Linked DNA regions of Zea mays: region 1 is linked to region 2. Evidence: chromatin contacts called from public Hi-C data. All regions are on one chromosome and are shown on one strand. Each heading gives the region's core, a stretch centred on a gene start, on an enhancer-like site or on the middle of the called end of the contact. The rest is flanking DNA. Distances are from core to core; before and after follow the strand shown.

Region 1 (6,631 bases), core at 2,505-5,004, 180 kb after region 2:
CCCAAATGGATATGGTGGCATGCCCCACATTTGATTTGGGACATATGGTGGAGGTAAGTATGTGTATGGATATGGCATAGATGGATAAGGGGGTGGAGGTGTCCATGTCGGCATGTTAGGTCTCAATTGTACAATAGGACCTTTCATTTCATCCGATTGGTGAGGTGGTCCAATCGGCCTGACCTGACGTTGCTCATGAATGGGTGAGCGGGGTCGCTTTGGTGGCCGATCACTGGGGCCGGCCTTCTTTTTCACGTATTTAGACAACAATTGATCGAAAGTCGGGCCAGGCTTGATCAGCCGACCAGCTGCTTTAAATGTATTTGTTTTCCACGTACCTATCTCGGGTCGTCGTGGTTTGAAGGTACATGGTCGCTGTGGGTCCTGAGCATGGCCGGACCGTCCGCTAGAGTCCTCCAGACTGTCCGGAGAAGCGTCGGACCGTCCGCGTTTGGACGGCGGACTATCCGTGATGCGCAGCACGGGTTCCCGCAACTGTCTCCCTGTCTGCGCTTGCCCCCCAGTGCTAGAGGCTGTGATGGTCACCTTCAGGGTCTCCCCCCCATCGGGAGTCTTCTCGGCCACCACTTTCCTGCAAGAAACTTTACAATCCCCATCGGCTTTTTAGCATTGCCGATGATTGTTTCCTTGCCTTTGCCTTTATCGGCTGTATTTGACCGAACCAGGACTTTCTTGCCCTCGAAGTCAATCATGTTCATCGGAAAGGGCTCTGTATCCACCTGCATTTCCTGAAATTTCAATCGTACTTCGTTAATGGACGATTGAATCTGTCGCCGAAATACATTACAATCATTAGTGGCATGAGAAAATGAGTTATGCCACTTGCAGTATGCACGAGTTTTAGCTCGTCGACGGATGGAACAGTGTGATTTATTTTAATATTGTCATTTTGAGTAATTCGTCAAATATTTTATCACACTTACCAACATTAAACGTAAACTTAACCTCCTCTTGCCGTTTCTTTTGAACCGGCTGTAAGGAGGAACAAGCCGAAGATTTGGCCTGTTTTGGCCAAACCATTTCAGCAACATACACTTCTGCTGATTCATCATCTGAGCTACTTTGGTCGCATTCTACTATATGTACGTTGTGACGCATTGTTTTAGCGGTTTCTTTGCTCCGGCTTTCGCAAGCCAAAGCCCTCTGGTGTAACTGTGCTAGTGTAAAAAATTGGATGCCTTCTAATCTTTCTTTTAAATAATATCGTAGACCATTAAAGGCTAATCCTACTAGCTGTTTTTCTGCTAAATGAATTTGAAAGCATCGATTTCTTGTATCGCGGAATCTCCGGATGTAATCATTAACCGATTCGTCTTTTGTCTGTCGCAATGACACTAAATCTACCAAATCCAACTCATAGTCACCGGAGAAAAAATGATCATGAAATTTTTGTTCTAGATCCCCCCATGATGAAATGGAATTAGGAGGTAAAGTGGCATACCATGCAAACGTGGTTCCTGTTAGAGATATTGAAAATAAACGCACGCGAAATGCCTCTGTGTCGGCCAATTCTCCCAATTGTGCTAAGAACTGGCCTATATGTTCACGCGTGTTTTTCCCTTGATCACCCGAAAATTTTGGGAATTCGGGTATTCTAGTTCCCTGTGGGTACGGGTGGTGATCAAATCGGCTGTCATAAGGTTTCCGATATGATTGCCCCCCAGGGACCATGCTTACTCCGAGCTTATCTCGGAACGCCCCGGCTATTTCTTCCCTCACTATATCAATGGCAGCCGGTGCAAGACCACCGACTTTTTGGTCAAACATAGGTGGGGTTGGTTGTATGTTAGTAGGTTGTCTTTCCCCCCATTGGTTTGAGCTACGCGGTGCATTCCCATTTGCCCTATATGGCTCATAGGTTTGATCGTTTCTTTCTGGCCTTCTAGGTGGGGCCGGAAAGCTTTCCTGGGCTCTGGATCCTGAATTAATGGGCTGGTGCATTGCATAGTGTGATGGGAAGTGTTGCTGGGACGGGCGAGGATTCATGTAATAATCCTTCTCAAAAGACTCATGCGCGGACTGTACGGATACGTACCCGGACCGTCCGTGGTTATATGCGGACCGTCCGTAGTTGTATGCGGACCGTCCGACTGGGTAGTTTGGGTTCTGTGTCATATGTGGTGGCTCGGGTGCATGTCTGGGTACTTCATTAAAAATGGGCCCGACCGTGGCTGGCCCGGACTGTCCGCGCTCACGTGCGGACGGTCCGGACATGTGCAGATCGGCTGTTTTTGCTGCCGATTTGCGGTTGCTCAGGGTACGTGTCCATCGGCATCCCATAAAGGGGTTGTGACTGGTCGTGACAACCTACAGCCGATGTATTACGCGTGTTACCCCCTAATTCTACCTCGTGTGATGGAAAATTTGCAATGCTAGATTTGTCAAATGCACGCGCTAATCTCCTATAGTCGTTTTGCATATCCCCTATGATGTTTTGCATTTGTTCACGCTGTTCATCTACATAATTCTTAAGAGATTGCAGCTCGTTTGTATTACTTACATTGGGGATGTCTGGCGTGGGTCGCAGTGAAGCCGGATCTGTCGCCCGATGTCGGACGACTTTGTTGTTCCTGTCCACTTTGAAGTTGGCCAAGAACCTCGCTTTTGCCTCCTGAATCATCTGCTCCTTGTGCTCCTCAAATTGGAGTTGTTCGTCAGCCGGCAATGTGTCCCAAGTCGGCTCTATGATATTGCTTGGGGAAATATCAGAGCTATCCCTTGAACCGGCCATTGAGGGCCGATTTGATGACTCTGTATTTGTCTTCCCCAGCGGAGTCGCCAAAAAGTATATTGACGCTTTTTCGGAGCGCCAAATACTCAAGAAGAACTGGCGGCGGCGCTCTCTGGTCAGGCGCGGACGGTCCGCGGCACAGGGCCGGACGGTCCGCGACCTGGTGCAGGAGCTCGGGTTCCCTGCCTGACAGCCGGACGGTCCGCGCGTGCGCAGGGGCGGCGGAAGATCACCGGCGGCGCCTGGATCTCGCTCCCGGGAGGGACCCCGTCGGGGAGGAGAGATCTTAGGAGTTGTCTAGGCTCGGGCAGGCCGACCTAGACTCCTCTAATCGACGTAGAGTCGAGGAGAGGCGGAGAATTTGGGGATTGAGAGGCTAAACCTAAACTAGACTAGAACTACTCCTAGGATAAAATGCGAAATAGAAGTGTTTGATTCGATTGATGATGATTACAAATCGGCCGTAGACCTCTCTTTTTATAGAGGAGGGGGGCTGGACCCTTTACACGACTGGATTCCGAGCTAATTCCGCAAATCTAGCCAACAAACATAGCACAAAACTCGGAACCCTAAACTGCTCTGCGCATGCGCGGACCGTCCGGCCCACAGACGCGGACTGTCCGGACCGCGGACCGTCCGGCCTCAGGGCCGGACCGTCCGCCAGACTCAAAATGGTGCTCAACACATATTTATCAACATGCACATGTGCGAGCTGCTGGATGCGGTCTAAAGTGGAAATTTTCGCTGCCCTGTTTGAAACTGTACATTGGTAAAAAAAATCAGACAATGGATTTTCTCTTCAAGAGCCTGCAGGTTGGAATGCTCTAGAAAAATGTGCTCTAGAAAAAAAAATCAGACAATGGATTTTCTCTTCAATGCCTTATATTTTTAGGAATCATTCTAATCTTGTTTTTATGGAAAAAATGGTGCGACTATAGTTCCTCATTATGGGCTGGAATGCTCTAGAAAAAGGTTTCTTGAGCCGGGAGTGGTTTGCAGGCCAGAAACGTCCTCCCAGCCCACCTGAGCCTTCTGGCCCGTCTTAATGGAGGGAACGCGAAGCTTTCTGCCGAAACAGTGGGGTTTGGGCGCTTGTCCACGGCCGCCGCCAACAACGAGTTCCTGACCTCCGCCGTCTCTTCCCCGCTCCCTCGCGCTCGCAGTCGCAGCTCCGGCCGCCCTATTTTGCGGAATTCGGTAGATTTGTTTCCTTCATGGGTCGCACCATCAAGAAGGCCAGGAAAGCGAAACCCAAGAAGTCTAAGAAGGTACCTTACCTGATAGATAGTGATAGGATTATTGCTGGAGCTCTGATTGCTGCTGTTTCATGTTTTTCCTGATCTCTTCAGCATGTTCTTTGGCTCAATTCATTCTTCTGTATTTCTGTGCTGCAGAAAACTGAAGCGTCTTCATCGTCCAATCATGCGGTTGCCTCTGGTCCGGCTAAGGTGAGGAAGGATTTAAGTTTTCCCATTCGTACAGACGAGATAGTGGCGTTTACTTATAAAGTTGCGTTTAAATGAATCTCCTTTTCTGCTTAGAGTTTTCGGACTGTCCCTTTTGTAGATGGTGCATACTGTTTCGGTGTGTGAACTATAATGAAGCGGTTAGTTCTTTATTTTAGGTCTGGCAACCGGGTGTAGATGCACTGGAAGATGGGGAGGAGCTTCAGTTTGATCCTGAGGCTTATAATTATCTCCGAGGTTTTGGCATTGGCTGGTCTTGCTTGAGGTATTGTTTATCTTCATAGGGCTTTCCCACCTCTTTTTGGTGCTTATTTCAGGAGTTAGGACAATATATGATCTGTTTTCAATTACTAAAACCTTCTGTTGCAGTTTTGATGTTGTGCGCGATCAACTTAGACTCGTCCGATCAGAGTTCCCTCATACATTATATGGTGTTGCTGGGACGCAGGTTGCGCTAGTCTTTACACCTTCAAAATCTAGGCATTGTTTTTTTTGCAAAAACTAACTATTGTTACTATTGAAAGTTGAATTGCTTTTGATGTCTATCACATAGTTCTTTAATGCCTTTTGTTATCTAAATTAGAACCTGTACAGGAATTGATTTTGTACTGCTGTTCCTGTTTATGTGTTTTGGATTAAAAAAGCGCACCATTGCTGATTTTAAGCTCAGAAAAGCCATGCCAAAAACGTTTTGTGAGCTCTCGCTTGCATTTATATCATTCCTGTTGCCAGAAATTGTGATGGATTGCAAGTGAGTGAATTTGGTAAAGATTAATACAAGCATAAATGCGACAACTTTGTTTGATGTATCAACCTTACTCTTTCTGGACATTTCAGCTCAAAGGAATGGCATAAGATATGGTGTAATTGTAAATATCATTTCTGACAATAAAATTCATTTCTGACAATAAAATTTAGTTTCTCCCTCCCTCCCTCTCTCTCTCTCCCTCGTTTAATCTCGATTAGTCGGACTACTTGGCGATTAATCGCGATTGGTCCAAAACGATGATTAATCGCGATTAATCGGACGGCTTGAAAACATTGTGTACCAATCTTACTCTGTTGACATTTCAGCCTAAACGAATAACATAATATTTGGTGGAATTGTAAATAATCATTTTGGAGAGTGTACTCTAGTTTGCCTGAGTCAAAGAGTGAAACTCATGTTGTTCAGGCGGAGAAAGCTTCATTGAATTATATCGGTGTTTTCAAGCTTTCTAACATAAATGGGAAAAAGCGGGAACCTATACCAGCTTCAGCAGTTGATGGTGACACTGATGTGGATAGTGACAGCAGCAGTGATGAAGAAGATGAAGAAATTAACGAGGATACAAAGCCCATCCTACATGTACGTTTTTATTACCGAAATCACAACTCGAGACTTAGCCACAAAAAACTTTTTTTTTCAATGTCAGCAAGCTATGTTGATGTAGTGATGTTTTCTGTTGCTATATTTCAATGTACCAGCTAAAAAAGGTGGCTCATGCGGGGTGTGTAAATCGGATACGCTCAATGACTCAAAAGCCACATATATGTGCTACTTGGGGAGATACTGGTCATGTTCAGGTGATTCAGACCTCAGATTTCTTTTTCATTTTATGTGATCGTTGGTTGCCTAAACCTGTACATTTACCTTGTACATCATTTTTCCTTTTCTAGTTGCCTAGTAAAAGAATGGATCTTATATGCATTATTCTATTTCCTTATTGAAAATCTTTGTCCAGAAACAGAATGCACCATGTTGTGTGCATTGCTAACTGTTCTCTGATTGCGAAATATGCAGGTGTGGGACTTGAGCTCCTTCCTTAATTCTTTAGCAGAGTCAGGGGCATCTGCACCCAAAGAAGACGATATAATCCACAAACACTTACCCATGAAAGTTTTTAGTGGCCATAAAGATGAGGGATATGCCATTGATTGGAGTCCACTTGTTACTGGAAGACTTGTTTCTGGTTTGTATCGGATCTTGTCCATTTCACAATGTTTGTCATCTGCTATGATGTTTAAAATATTTCCATAGTAGAGAATTCATGTAGTTCCCTCTGTTTCATATCCAAAATAAATCATCAATACCATTTAATTTGGTATATGGACATTCTCAATTCCACATGGATTAATGCCTTTTCTATGCAGGTGACTGCAATAAGTGCATTCACCTATGGGAACCGACTTCAAATAACTGGAACGTAGATGCAAACCCATTTGTTGGACACACTGCTAGTGTTGAAGATCTACAGGCATGCCACTGGATGATGTATCTACCTATTCATATGTTTCGTTGAATGTGATTGTCTCAACTTTAATCACTATATCCTTGCAGTGGAGTCCCACGGAAGCCGACATATTTGCCTCGTGTTCTGTGGATGGTACGATATCAATATGGGATGTACGTACAGGGAAGAAACCTTCTATT
Region 2 (7,013 bases), core at 3,861-6,360:
GCCTGAGATTCCTGTGCCAGCTTCTGCTTCTGTGTTTGATTCTCAGGCCGAGGATGCAGCTCTTCGACAGTTTGACACTCAGGGTACAGCAGCTGATGATGATGATGATGATGATGATTTTGGGGTTCCTCCTCCGCCTCCGCCTCCTATGCCTCCCCGCTCACATGATCATGAGGCTGGGAGTTCTAGTGCTGCCCCTGCTCCTCCACAGGCTATGGACCCTGCTCTTGCTACGATTCTGGCCAACCTGGCGGCCGAGCAGGCCCGGTTATTCGAGAGGATGCTCTCGATGTTTCAGAACATGCAGGACAGGCAGGATGCACTTCAGCAGCAGCTACTTCAGGATCGGGCTGAGACTAGGGCATTCATGGCTCTTATGCTTCAGCATTCTGGTATCTCAGTACCTCCGGTTCAGTCTGCTCCACCTCCTCCGCTTCACGCTCCAGTGGTGCCATCGATTTTGTCAGGACCTCCTATTGGTACCTCTCCGCTCCGGCCGGTCACTTTGGCGTTCACCTCTCCGGTTCTCAGCTCTGTCTGCCCACAGCCGCCAGTGCCACCAGCATCTGCTGTTACCACTACCGCTGTGGCAGTATCTGTGACCGCTTCTGTTCCGGTAGCTCCTGCAGCGCGGCCTCAGTCCGAGTCAGTACCAGCTCCAGCTTCTACCGCAGATCCTGGATCCGAGACTGACTCTGACCCTCCGCCGGCGTTCGCTCTGCTACCTCGACCTCGACCGGATGCGCCCCCGCCGCCTCCTCCTGCTTCAGATGTTTAGGTTCAGGTCCCTTTTGGTGTTTGACGCCAAAGGGGGAGAGATACGAGTTGTGAGAGCTAGGGGGAGTTAGAGAGTTAGTAGGGAGTCATTTTGATGTAATATATGTGCTTGCTACTCTTTGTACTAGCTTGATGTTTTTGGCTCACAAACTCGACATATACTCTCGTTGCTTATGATTGACTGTGTGTATTATGTTTTCACCTTATATTTTATCACCAGTCTTCTAGTTCTTGTTTCATTGATTTAACTTCACTTTTATATGAACAAGAATCTTATGATGTGTATGCGCTCACTCTTATTATTATGGTACACGTTCTTTCTGTCAAAGATTACTGAGTATAACTAACCATTCTTTCTATTTGACAGAAACTTCAAAACAAACTACTCTCACAAAACTTGTAGGGTTGTCATCAATCACCAAAAAGGGGGAGATTGAAAGCATCTAGGCCCCTGGTTGGTTTTAGTGATTAATGACAACGTAATATTATATGTGACTAACGTGTGTTTTGCAGAGACAAATGGTAAGTTAGGTCGCATGACAGGTAGAAGTACTACAACGGTGAAAACAATCCCGGAGATAAGAACTCAAAGCGACGGCTAAAACGACGAAACAAAAGGTGAAGGTCTACGGAGTCCGAGTGTCAAGGAGATGTGGACACTCGCGGTTTAGTTAGGTCTTTTATTCTCTTTTAGCCGTACTATAAAGAGGGGTTGTCGATGAGTAGTTTGACCAAGAGAGTTCTAGTGTAGTGTTGGTGCACAATCACACTCATACACAGTGCTAGGTGTCACTCTAGAACTCACACACAAGGTAGAACGAAAACCGATTTGAAAATCAGCTGAAAAACAAGAGTTAGTGTTTCTAGCCTTGGGGCACCGGACTGTCCGGTGTGCACCGGACTGTCCGGTGCACCCTCTGCCAGGTGGGGCCAGGCTGGTCCACGGCAGAGGCTTCCCCTCCCCAGAAACCCGAGAGCGCAGCTTTCAGAGTTGAATTTTAGTGGCACACCGGACACCGCACCGGACTGTCCGGTGTGCACCGGACAGTGAACTGTTCACTGTCCGGTGCGCCATGAGTCCAACGGCTAGCTGTCAGAACTAGCCGTTGGAAACGACCGTTGGCGCACCGGTGGCGCACCGGACTGTCCGGTGCGCCATCGCGCAGTGAAATGCCTGTAACGGCTAGTTGGTGGGTGAGGGCTATTTATACCCCCTCCACCCACCATATTCAATGTCTTGCACTCCACATTTATTCCAGCACATTGCTAGAGCATTGCAAGCACCACAAGCCTAGTGAGGAGATTAGAGAATCATAATCCGCGTTTGTTCCTCATTAGCGCTAGCGAGAGCCACCTAGAGCACACACCACTTGCATTAGGCTTCACTTGGTCAAGCGAAAGTCTACGGCTTGTTACTCTTGGTGATCGGCATCACCTAGACGGCTTGGTGGCGTTGGGAGCTCGGTGATCATCGTGAAGATCTTGTTGGTGACCCGACTCAAGTTTGTAAGCGGTCTCGAGGGTTCCACCGCGCCGGAGTGGCAAAGGATCATCTCGTAGTGAGCACTTGGTTCTTGCGAGGACCAAGGGGGAGCGATACCCTTGCGCGGGTGCTCCAACGAGGACTAGTGGAGAGTGCCGACTCTTCGATACCTCGGGAAAAATTGGAGGAGTCTTCTAAACTTTGCTTTACATTCCGCACTTAATTCAAGCACTTTACATTGTGTATTTGTTTAGCAAGTATTTGAAGTATTATTTTAGCTTTGTTGCATTTCTAGTATTATATTCTTAGTACTAGTTGTTGGGGTGAAGTTGGGCTCTTGCTTAGCTCTTGCTTAGGTTTTAATTAGTGTTGATTTATTGAAAAGCTCAATTCACCCCCCCTCTTGGGCATCATGATCCTTTCACAAGCAAACAATCAAGTACATGACAGTTCGACCAAATCAATATCAAGCAATCTGGAAGATATACTACGATATTGCATTTTAAGTTCAAGGTCCCATGATCAGATGATCTTATAATCCACAATCACAATTGGCCACAAGGAGTAGTCGAAAGCGAAAACAAGGGAAGAGTTCAGATATACTACAAGCCTTGTGCATATCAAAGGTTCATCACGATTTTGCAAGCCATGCATCAGCTAAAACATTACAACAACACTGAGGATAAGCAACCCCGAACTTACAAATAGAAACTCTGATACATCTCCAAGAAATGTAGTAACTCTGAAGTTTGACAACTCATATAATTCAGGCATGCACAGACCAAGACAGCAAAGGATCTGTATTGCCACACTGGTGGAGTAGTACATTGCAGTGTTTGGGATACTGTGACATTCGAAAATATTGCAAAGGGAAAAACTAAACTTTGTGTGTAGTGTATTAAAAAAACTGAACTTTCTGTCCCATCCAAGAAATGATAATTGGCATTCTAATTTACATTTCACATGTCAAAGAAGAGAGAAACAGCACAAGTAAAGTTTACTGATTATTATGTAGAAAAAATGAACTCGAAGAAACTACTTTGAATTAAATTAAGATGAAGATATTCATGGATTCTATTTGTAGCACTAATCAATGCACATGAAAGGAAATTCAAAATTATGAAACTGAAACAAATCTTAAGAGATGAACAAGTGGTACTCACTTGAGGCTTGTTGCATGAAGAAGAAAACACTTACTGACAATGCAATAAGACCTGGAGCAGATTGATAAGAAAAGTACTAATAGCCAAAGCACCCCAAAAAATATTCTTCAACGAGCTCAAATACAAAGGAACAACACTTATCATGACAACCCACAAAGGGAAGTCTCATAATGAGCTGGGTAAAAAGAGTATCATCAATACAAAAGTCAGTCAACAAAATAAGCTGCAACACAACCTTATTGAAAAGATAAACAACAAAATAAAACCATAGATATGCTCAGATGGAAAGGATTTTTTTAATCCAAGATAACCCACAGAAAGAAGTGATATCATGACAGGCCACAGGAAGTCTCATAATGAGCTAGATAGGAAGATTATAATCACCACATACTATTTCCTTAACACATTGTTTTACTAGTCAAAGGACATCAGTATTAGCATGGTTAATGTATACCATCACTGGGAACAGGAGAAGAAACCAAATAACCCATTCATATAGTTTAAGACACAGTTTAAATCCATGCTTTGGTGATGTATCTGAAACATAAACCTGCCTAAGGGTGAAAACGGTCGGTACATGGTCGGAAAAAACCTCTAACCGTTTTCTCACGCATAATTTTTTGTTCGGTCGGAATCGGTAAACGGGAAAGTCGAAAACGGATAACAACCGATAAATTTCGGTATATCGAAAACAGATAAATCCGAGCAAAATAGCTCGAAATTGATCGGGAAACGATAACTGTAATCGGAAAAGCTCACAATAAACAAATCCTAACCACACAGTTGTTCATTCATATCCACATACAAGTCTCATTCACAAAAGTACACAAAACACAATCTTGTCCACATATAATTGGTCATACACTCATACATATCCACTCTTAAATTTTAACACACAATAACACATTAGTCTTAAAACACGATTGTTCATTCACATCCACATACAAGTCTCAACCACACAAATACACAATACATAGTCATGACCGCACATAAATGATCATACATGTTCACTGAAGTTTTAACCACATAGTATATAAGTCTTAAACACACGATACATAAACTAGAAATCATGTGGCATGTTGTCTGGATCACTCCATATATCTTCTATGACATCTGAAACCCTAAACCCTAATAGGTATAGTTCTTGCCTCCTTGGTAATTTTGTGGACCGGGAAAATACGGTTAAAATACGGATTTTCCCGAGAAATCCGAAAACGGAAGGTAAATATGTTTCACCGTTTATCGTACTGTTTTTGTAATAACATATCCCGTTTTCCGTATATCCCGAAAAAAACTGAAAAGACCGGAAAAATCCGGTAAACGGTACCGGAAATTTACCGGATTTTACCGACCATTTACATCCTTAAACCTGCCAAACAACAAGAGCAATTTCAGCACCCATTACTTGGGGCATTTTACCTTTTGTGATTGAAAGAGGATTGTACAGAATTTTGTATGTATTGTACCAACAGATCAGAGTAAATTGAGATTGAGATGCAACACTTTTCCATGATTTCCTCTTCTTTTACTAGAGCAAATCTTCTTTATTAAAACTTGACTCCCTTTGCAGCTCTCCCCGCGTTTCACGACTTCGGCGCCGATCACGAGCTGACGCGTGTCTCTCCTCACGAAGCCATCGTTGGGAACCAGTGTTGAAACCAGTGCACGCGTTCACTCGAGTCTTGGCTCACGGACGCGAACTTTCTAGCCTTGCCCTCGACGGTGGCCACACGAACACGACGCCTAGTCGCCCACTTCGATCTCTTCACTGCCACCATCCCTCTGCTCGTCTCACCGTCGACTGTGTCCTATCTGTGCCGCAGCGCAGGGAAAGTCAGCTCCTGCTCCTGCTACGATGCCTCGACCCCGCGCCTCTCCGCCTCCTCCATCCTCCTCCACGTGGTTGTGCTCCCTGACACAGTCTCCTCGTCGACGGCAACAAGCTGCCATGTCCTTCGCCAACAAGAACCGTGCGCCGCCGCCTCTCACTGGCACCGTCGCACGCAGACCGGTCACACTGTCGCCGGTGGCACCGCCACCTTGCCCCGCCTTCTTCCTCCACTTGTCGCCACCCTATTCTTCCCTCGACGCAGCCGCAAGCGCTGCCCTCCACCGGGCTCGCCTCCATGGCCGCGCGTAGGTGGGTCGCTCTCGCTCCCCACCCCGTCGCCTTCCTCCTCATACAATACAAACAGAGGGCAGGGAGCAAACAAGAAGCAAAGGTGGGGGAAGCAGGGAGGCGAGGCAAGCAGTGGTGAAGTGGAACGGAGCTAGGCTTCGGCTGGGTTCCATGGTGTGGGTGTGGTTTTGGCGATAGATGGAGACTCAAGCGTGGGTGGTTGTGGGCACGAGGAGCCACACGGAGCTGGACGCCACGGCGAGGAGGAGGAAGAGAAGGAGATGGTCGTCTCCTCCATATGCGCAAGTCGTTCAAGGACTCGCTCAAGGTGCTCGAGGCCGACATCCAACACGCCAACACCCTGTGAGTGCCTTTGCTCCCCCGTTTTCGTCGCAGCCGCCTCGATTTCACGCTTGCAGCAGCTGCCGCCTACCGCAGTTTGATCTACACACCGCCCCATGCCGCCTAAGGAATGGCTCCGCCCGATTCCTGGCCCAAACCGGAGCAAAATAAAGTTGCTCCAGTGGGTGGGTATGTTACAGCGGCGATTTGATTGAGTTCTGATGTCAAGTCTTGTGACTCGTTTCATGCTCATGCCGCACGCATGATGGGCACCGACGCTCGATGGTCGAGCAGACGAGCACACCTGCTCCCTGACACTAGTGGACTGGCCCTCATGCTGACTGCTCGCTCAAAAAACTCCACAGGGCAGCAGATTTCTCGAGGGACTACGACGGGGTCTATCTCTAGATGTACAACCCCGACGCCCACTTCTTCCTCTTCCTCATGTAGTGGACCGATTGCAGCCTAGATGGCGCACTTGGGCTGCTCAAGATCCTAATCTACAAGGTGGCTTCTGCTCCACACAATTCCTGCGATGTGGTGTTACCGTGTTACATGCTCAGGAAGCTTTGTTATGCAGGTTTATGTAGATGGGAGTACCACCGTGACTTGGGAGCTAACTTGGATAATGATCTCTTAGTTCTCAAGGTAATTATTTCTGTATTTGCTCTCTCTGTTTCATTTAATCATATCCATTTATCAATCTGGACTTATGAATTTTATTTAATATCTCAAACTGATTTAAACTGAATCATTGCTTATTGCTGGTTACAGGCTGTAAATTACCTTTTCCTGCACCAAGCTGTGAAGTTGTTTCCTCTCAGATGAAGCAAAACCAAAAAATATCTTTTTAAATTTTAGAAATCGCACTGAAGCCATGAGTGCTTCATGGAATTCAGTCATCTGTTGGGGTACAAATATGAACTGTAGTTTTCCCCCAATTTTTCTCTCTTTATTTTTTCAGTGCATTAACATTGATAGTATTGGTTTTTTTTCCTAGGAAATTATGTCTAAATACAAGCTCATAACTAATTCTGTAACTTTGATATTAAGATGGGTGTTCGCCTGATGATTTTTAAATGGAAAAGGAGAATACGATGAGTTTTAAAATCTTTGGACTTCATTTTCA

What was found. A called contact is a pair of places that touch in the nucleus more often than the background predicts.
Region 1: a Hi-C map of ear shows a contact between it and region 2, with 2.3 times the contacts expected there. The contact joins the promoter of LOC103651663 here to the promoter of LOC103651661 in region 2. A contact is called at or near these places in 2 of 25 Hi-C or Micro-C datasets (ear and leaf).

The regions. Positions count from the first base shown.
Region 1 is chr3:235,693,424-235,700,054 of Zm-B73-REFERENCE-NAM-5.0, forward strand. LOC103651663 (glutamate-rich WD repeat-containing protein 1) reads left to right here and starts at 3,755. Exons shown (of 13, transcript XM_008677352.4): 1 at 3,755-4,020; 2 at 4,147-4,200; 3 at 4,377-4,483; 4 at 4,588-4,666; 5 at 5,393-5,566; 6 at 5,686-5,784; 7 at 6,002-6,170; 8 at 6,352-6,455; 9 at 6,539-6,631. The coding sequence starts at 3,967.
Region 2 is chr3:235,512,460-235,519,472 of Zm-B73-REFERENCE-NAM-5.0, forward strand. LOC103651661 reads left to right here and starts at 5,111. Exons shown (of 4, transcript XM_008677350.2): 1 at 5,111-5,905; 2 at 6,250-6,391; 3 at 6,465-6,532; 4 at 6,746-6,994. The coding sequence starts at 5,741. The coding sequence ends at 6,757. LOC111591236 (small nucleolar RNA snoR53Y) reads right to left here and starts at 3,890; the gene lies at 3,815-3,890.